Regions from separate parts of the Xenopus laevis genome. Here region 2 is linked to region 1. Evidence: chromatin contacts called from public Hi-C data. All regions are on one chromosome and are shown on one strand. Each heading gives the region's core, a stretch centred on a gene start, on an enhancer-like site or on the middle of the called end of the contact. The rest is flanking DNA. Distances are from core to core; before and after follow the strand shown. Region 1 holds the start of ephb3.L (EPH receptor B3 L homeolog). Region 2 has its middle 45 kb from the start of XB5954440.L.

The links. Hi-C and Micro-C count contacts between places; a contact is called where the count stands out from the background.
Region 2: a contact with region 1 is called in a Hi-C map of animal cap, with 7 times the contacts expected there. The contact joins the enhancer-like site here to the promoter of ephb3.L in region 1. A contact is called at or near these places in 3 of 4 Hi-C or Micro-C datasets (the XL177 cell line, the XTC cell line and animal cap).

What each region holds. Positions count from the first base shown.
Region 1 is chr5L:104,238,202-104,241,118 of Xenopus_laevis_v10.1, forward strand. ephb3.L (EPH receptor B3 L homeolog) reads left to right here and starts at 1,429. Exons shown (of 16, transcript NM_001095726.1): 1 at 1,429-1,649. The coding sequence starts at 1,595.
Region 2 is chr5L:104,328,464-104,331,702 of Xenopus_laevis_v10.1, forward strand. No RefSeq gene overlaps it. Among protein-coding and RNA genes, the nearest start is that of XB5954440.L, 45 kb to the right of the region's middle. Within about 2 kb of position 1,313, at least 1 of the 7 cell types and tissues checked has an H3K27ac peak or open chromatin away from gene starts, as enhancers often do.

The DNA.
Region 1 (2,917 bases), core at 179-2,678:
ATGAAGAACATTTTTAAAGCATTCAGCATCCAGACCCACAGGGCAGATCAAAACGATTTATCACAGAGCCTAAGACGGTACAAAGCAGAATTCCAGGCAGCATGTTAAACTTGCCATCTGTGCCTCATTCCCAGTGACAGTCCTTGGTTGTGACTCTGTTCTCTGGGAATGTCTGACCCCTAACGTGACCCAGCATTTTCAAAGCGACCAACTGCAGGATATAAATACGTTTTTAACTATAAAACAGATCTCAGTGCCCATGCTCTAACTGTATCTGAAGCTTTGGAAACAGTGGTAGGGTCCTTATTGTGCCTCCTATAAACAACCTCTAAAGTAGGTGCCTTAGTTAGGTCACAATGTGGCCTTTTAGCTGACGGAACTACGATTCCATCTTACCTCCCAACATTTTGGAAATAAAAAGAAGGGCAATGTTTGGCCACGCCCGTTTTATGGCCACACCCCCTAATTACCATGTTCATTTTACAAAATTTGGCAGATTATGAAAGTTTGAACATATTTCTGTTTTTTTTCCAGTTGTTACAGTTTTGCTAATGAAGGTGAATTCCCCTTTAAGCTGAGTGTAGCTTCTCCCAAAAGACCTGTTATCTTATATTGTTACAATTTCTTATTTGCTTATCTCAAAATTGTGACAAAAGTATCTTATCTGCAGCTGTGGCTGTTCTGGGCTCTCTGCCAAAAGCCAATTAAGTTACAAACATTTTTTAATTTTCGGCCTGTTCATTGCAGAGAAAATGGGGACTTTCCAGTACAAACGAGGGACTGCAGACTGTCCCTCTAAAAACGGGACAGTTGGGATGTCGCCCAGCAGCTGTCAGTAGTTTAACAAGATGTACATCACGGGCAGAGGGAAAGACAGACCCTTTTCCCCCGGGGAGAAGACTATAGGCTGAGAAGAGCTGCAGTTCAGCCACAGCTGCAGAGCCACGGCCTCAGTATCAACTGTTTATTAATACTTTCCCAAAGTACTTTCACTCTCTGTTATGATTTCCTGAACTTCGCCTTTGTATTGTTGTGCGCTTCCTCCTTTCCTCTGTAGTAGTTCCTGGCCACACGGCGTCGCTCATCCCTTATCCATAAGGAGTCCCCCCAGTTGATTGACAACCCTTACTGCGTTGCCACGGTGACGGAAAAAGAAGCCAATGGAGCCGAGAGGCGGGGCATCAGAACAACAAAGCCTGCCCAACTCAATTCATCTTTTTAGCTTAGACACACCTACAAATCTCTAGAAACCCACGTGCCTAGCGTAGAAAAGGGCGGGGCCTCTTACAGTATCCAATTACTTTTGATAGAGGTGGCTGCTGACGGGGCAGTGGGGCGTGACCGCCCGGAGATTGACACATTCCCCTTCCCCCCAGTCCTGTGCTGTGGCTGCAGTGCGGGATCCGCCAGTCTGAGCTCTGAAGATACCCGAAAAACACCCTCGGAAGGGGGTGAAAGCAAAGACTTGGATTTAACCAGGGGGTATAGCGACCCAAAGGGACCTGAATCTGGATACAATCTGTAGCGAACCGAATGAGTGGATAGCCCCCCTGCATTTTTATTGGCGGTAGTTCGGTCTGTTGGAAGCCAAGAAATGCTCCCGGCTGTGTTCGTGATCCTGGCGCTGTCGGCAGTGCAAGGGCTGGAAGGTAAGCGCGCGTGCACAGGTGTGAATACCGACAGGGGGTGAGCGCGCATCCCGGTGCCTTTGTTTTAGAGCGCTCCGTGCAGCTCGTGGGACACGGGGTGGGATAGAGTGGATCTTTATAGGGACACGAGCCAGGGAACGAGATTCTTCCCCCCTCACTCTGCGTTAGTGGCACATTCACTGCACTGCTCTTCTTCTTCTTTATCCCTCTTTGGGCTCTAAATGTTCAGCGCTGTGTTCCCTGCCGGCGCTGTGCAAATATCCATAGGTGTATGTGTATAGCAGCTTCTCATTATGGGACACTACTTTGTGCCCGTCCTACAGGGCCCCGTATTTGGGGTGTTGGCAGAGCTCAGTGTATCAGTGTCCGTGCAGCTCAATCTCCCTCCTCAGCCCAAATTGTCCCTGACCAGTTGCACCCACATCACTAGGACTGTCCTACCTGTGTCCGTTCAGCTGCCATTATATCCCAGGGCCTTCAGTTAAACAGCAGCTGGAGGGCCACAGGTGGGAGGAGAAGGCTCCATCAGGTGCTACAGCGTGAGAGCTGGCTATTCAGCCAGGGAGAATTCAGCAAGATGGAGTAAAGTGAAATTGCAGTGAGCAAAACAGTTCTATAAAGAACCTTATATTTGCCCAAGCCTTAGGCCTTCTTTGTGAATTCTATTTGACTACGGTTCGGCGTTTTAAATTCTCATGTTTATTTTGGCAAAGCTGTGTTAAAAAAAAAAAAATCTGAAATGGCATTTAAATATTTGTAAAGGTTGTTGCTTAAACATAGATTGTGCTCCGCTTCAACACCAGTTTCATACTAATGACACTTTAGAGATATTCCCTGCAGCTGTCATAACACAAATATCCCATTTATCCTATTCATCGATCTCCAGCCTTTGGCTTTGTTGCTGTATTTTGCCAGCATCGTCTGAAGGCTATTGTGAAATGCTGGGATTTGTAGTCTACAAGCAGTGCCAAGCCCCAAGTTGGAGTAAATACTTTATATTGCATTGTGGCTAGCAAGGCTCATTGGAGTTATAAATATCCTCTTTATGTGCAGTTTACCAGAGCATAATCATGTGATGGGGTAGCAAAGTTGGCAAATGCCCCATGACTTTTAATTATCGTGTCACATGCGTTATGTTAGCATTATTCCTATTAAATTTTGCTTGCGGGAGTTCTACTATCAAGGTTTATAGATTAAATAGACTCTGACTGTCAGTCTGCAGGGAGAAATAAGTGGGCAACAAACACAATTTGGAAATCCCTTTAGTA
Region 2 (3,239 bases), core at 63-2,562, 90 kb after region 1:
TTCATGGGACGTAGCTGTGAAAGATCCACATGCTTCCCAGTGGGCTGCTATCTCTGAAAGCCCTCCACAGCCACTTCACACCATTACTGGCCTGCTGCCAGCCGCCTATAACACCTGATATGAACATTCCACCCCAATGACTATGCACTCTGACCCAATGAGATGATCCAGGCTGTCTTGTGATAATGAACTAAAGTTGTTCCATTCTCAGTTATGGGAAATTCCAACCTCAGATTTAAATACACCAAACAATATTGTAGCTTCCAGCATTACGAGGGGTTGACAGAATAGTTCAGTCAGCCACTGCGATTTGATGTGATTTGAAGTCTATTCCCAGAGTTCATGCACAATTTAGTGACCCTTTTCCCCGAAGACTGGTATAATTCAACAGTCTCGGATCAAAAATGTATGAAAGAGCCTGAATCTGAATTGCAAACTAATTTCCCATTTTGCAGATTGCTGTGATTTATATGAGTTTGAAATCTTACAAAAACTGTTTGTTCATCGCTACTCAGTCACTGGCATCTGGAGCCCCCCCACTTGTTTAAAAGACTTCTCGGCTGCACAACTGAGCTGAAATCAATGCACGTCTGCATCATACATTTTTCATTAGTATCCTGTTTGTAAGTTGAGGTCTGGTAACCCAGCCTGTGAATGATTAGAATCTGTCTGTAGTAAATGAGGATGCCTGAATTCCTCACCCTGCCCTCTCCGTGCATGTCAACTTCATCCAAAAACCTCTTTTCAGCTTGAAAGGGGCCATACAGAAATATATACGTACAGGAATTTATACATACACAAATGGAATATTTTAAGGAATGCCAGCATTCTAATATGAAACATTCTTATGTTTACATGCAAAATACCTAATCCTATATCTGAGGTTTAACTTTCACATGCTCAATTCCCCACTTTATTCACACACCACCGGAGAGCATAAACATAACCAAGGCTTGTAATATAAATCAGTGTGGGCTGTGTGCTTTTGGGAGAACTAATATGGATCCTGTGGACTTGTGTGGGTCAAGTATGTGTGAGTCTTCATATAATAAAAATTGTATTTCATAACAACTGCTGCCTCTGTGGTAACCAGATGCAGGGACAGAAGTAGAACTAGAACCCCCAATATTCTGTTCTGCCACTGGACAGATGTTGTTTGTTTTAACTGTGAATGTAAATGGAAGCCTGTGAGGTCAAAGCCAGGAAGTGACATGGGAGGCGGCATGTGTTGCCTTGGGGCCGAAACATTTCAAGTTCCATCTCTGTGTATAGGTCACCACTACTGACCTCTTTGTATGTGGCTGTGGGCCATTTTAAACACCCTCTGCTCAGAAAAGACTGAAATCTGGTTAAGGCTTGCCTCCTATATATATATGTGTACTGGGTGCCTGCACAAAAACACAAGCAAGCACACAGCAGGAAGCATTATTATTACCTGACAATATGTATTTCTGATGTGCTGAACTCAAACACAGGATCTTCAATCAGCCAGGGAGGACTGAGGAATATGAAAGTTACTTTCTCTGAGTGAGTCCTACAGAGAGTTTTCTATAGTCCCCAATCCTCATTTACAAATGGAGCCAGAAGTATGAAACCCTAGAGCAGTGATCCCCAACAGTAGCTTGTGAGTAACATGTTGCTCTTCAACCCCTTGGATGTTGCTCCCAGTGGCCTCAAAGCAGGTGCTTATTTTTAAATTCAAGGCTTGGAGGCAAGTTTTGGTTTCATAGAAACCAGGTGCACTGCCAAACAGAGCTTCAATGTAGGTTGACAGTCCACATAGGGGATACTTATTGCACTTATTTGGCATCCCAAGAACATTTTTCATGCTAGTGTTGCTCCCCACTCCTTTTACTTCTGAATGTTGCTCATGGGTTCAAAATGTTGGGGATCCCTGCTCTAGAGCTACCAGCACCCAGAACAATGTGGCAACTTCAGAGTTCCCATAGAACGGTTTCTATAATAGGTATAACCGATTTGCACTCCAAGCATCATATGCTAATGCTGTTTTAAAGCTGCTTGTTAGGTGCATTTCTGACCACAATTGCACCCGAACATGCACCTTGTCAATCTTGTCAATTTTAATGCATCTGGTATAATTACAGTGGGTGTAAATCAATGGATAGCTGATAGCACAGAATTGCGGGGGAAAACATGGTGATTTCCATCTTAAAATTGCACTTAGGAAACCTTTACCATATTTCCAATTCAAGTCATGGACTAGGGCATTATGACCAGGTTTATTATCCCTGAGAGAACCACTGCAGTCAAAATACTATGGGGCAGATTCACGAAAGGGCGAAATGTCGCCAGCAACCGATTCGCACACATCACACCACTTTGCCAGGCACAGATTCGCTACCACTATGCTAATTAACGAATATGCGAAGTTGCGCCCTCGGCTCCGAATGCTGGCGACTTTTTGCTAGCTTTACCTCGGAAATGCGAGCATTTTAAAGCGAAGATGCGCTAGTGCCTGATTGTGCCTAGCAAAAATTCGTTAGTGATTTTGCGCTTAGGTTAATTTGCATACGGCGAGTAATTTAAAGTTGTATGGAGGTCTTTATTATAAATGTTGGTGCAAATGCTTGAAGTTACCACTTTTTATTACAAATGTCCAGGTAACCTTAATAATGACAAGAGAATTTATTTAATGCCCTACTCATGAGCCCACTGTAAAATGAATGTTCCATATTGTTAGGAAATGTCTGGAGAAAACTGGTTACCTTAAAAAAGTTTGTTAGGACTTTTTCAGGCAATACCGCTTAAAAAAAGGAAACGTCTCTAGATTTTTTTTTTTTTCGGCACCCAGGATATGATGTAAGTGACAGAAGTTTGAGGAAGATCTAACTTCTTTTATGCACTTCACCTGGTTTGAGGTGGAGAAGTCAAATCTGGCAAAAGAGGTAACGTTCAGTAAAATCCACACTTTACTGAATTTGCAGAGTAACGGGCATTCGCCAGAGCAAAAAGTGTGAATGAACAATAGCGACAGTATCTTTCGCTAGCGAATTGACGCCTGTGCCTGTTAGTGAAATGGTGATGTCCCTGTGGATGTGATTTCTGGCGAAAAGTCACTAGAATTAGCCACTTCGCCCTTTAGTAAATCTGCTTCTGTGTGTGCCATGAGCTTTTTACTAGCATTTCACATTTTAAGGCCATATTTGTTAATAGTTTACAAATGACACACCTACAAAAGTGAATAAAGGCTGGTGAAATTTCCCTCTGACTGACTGTGG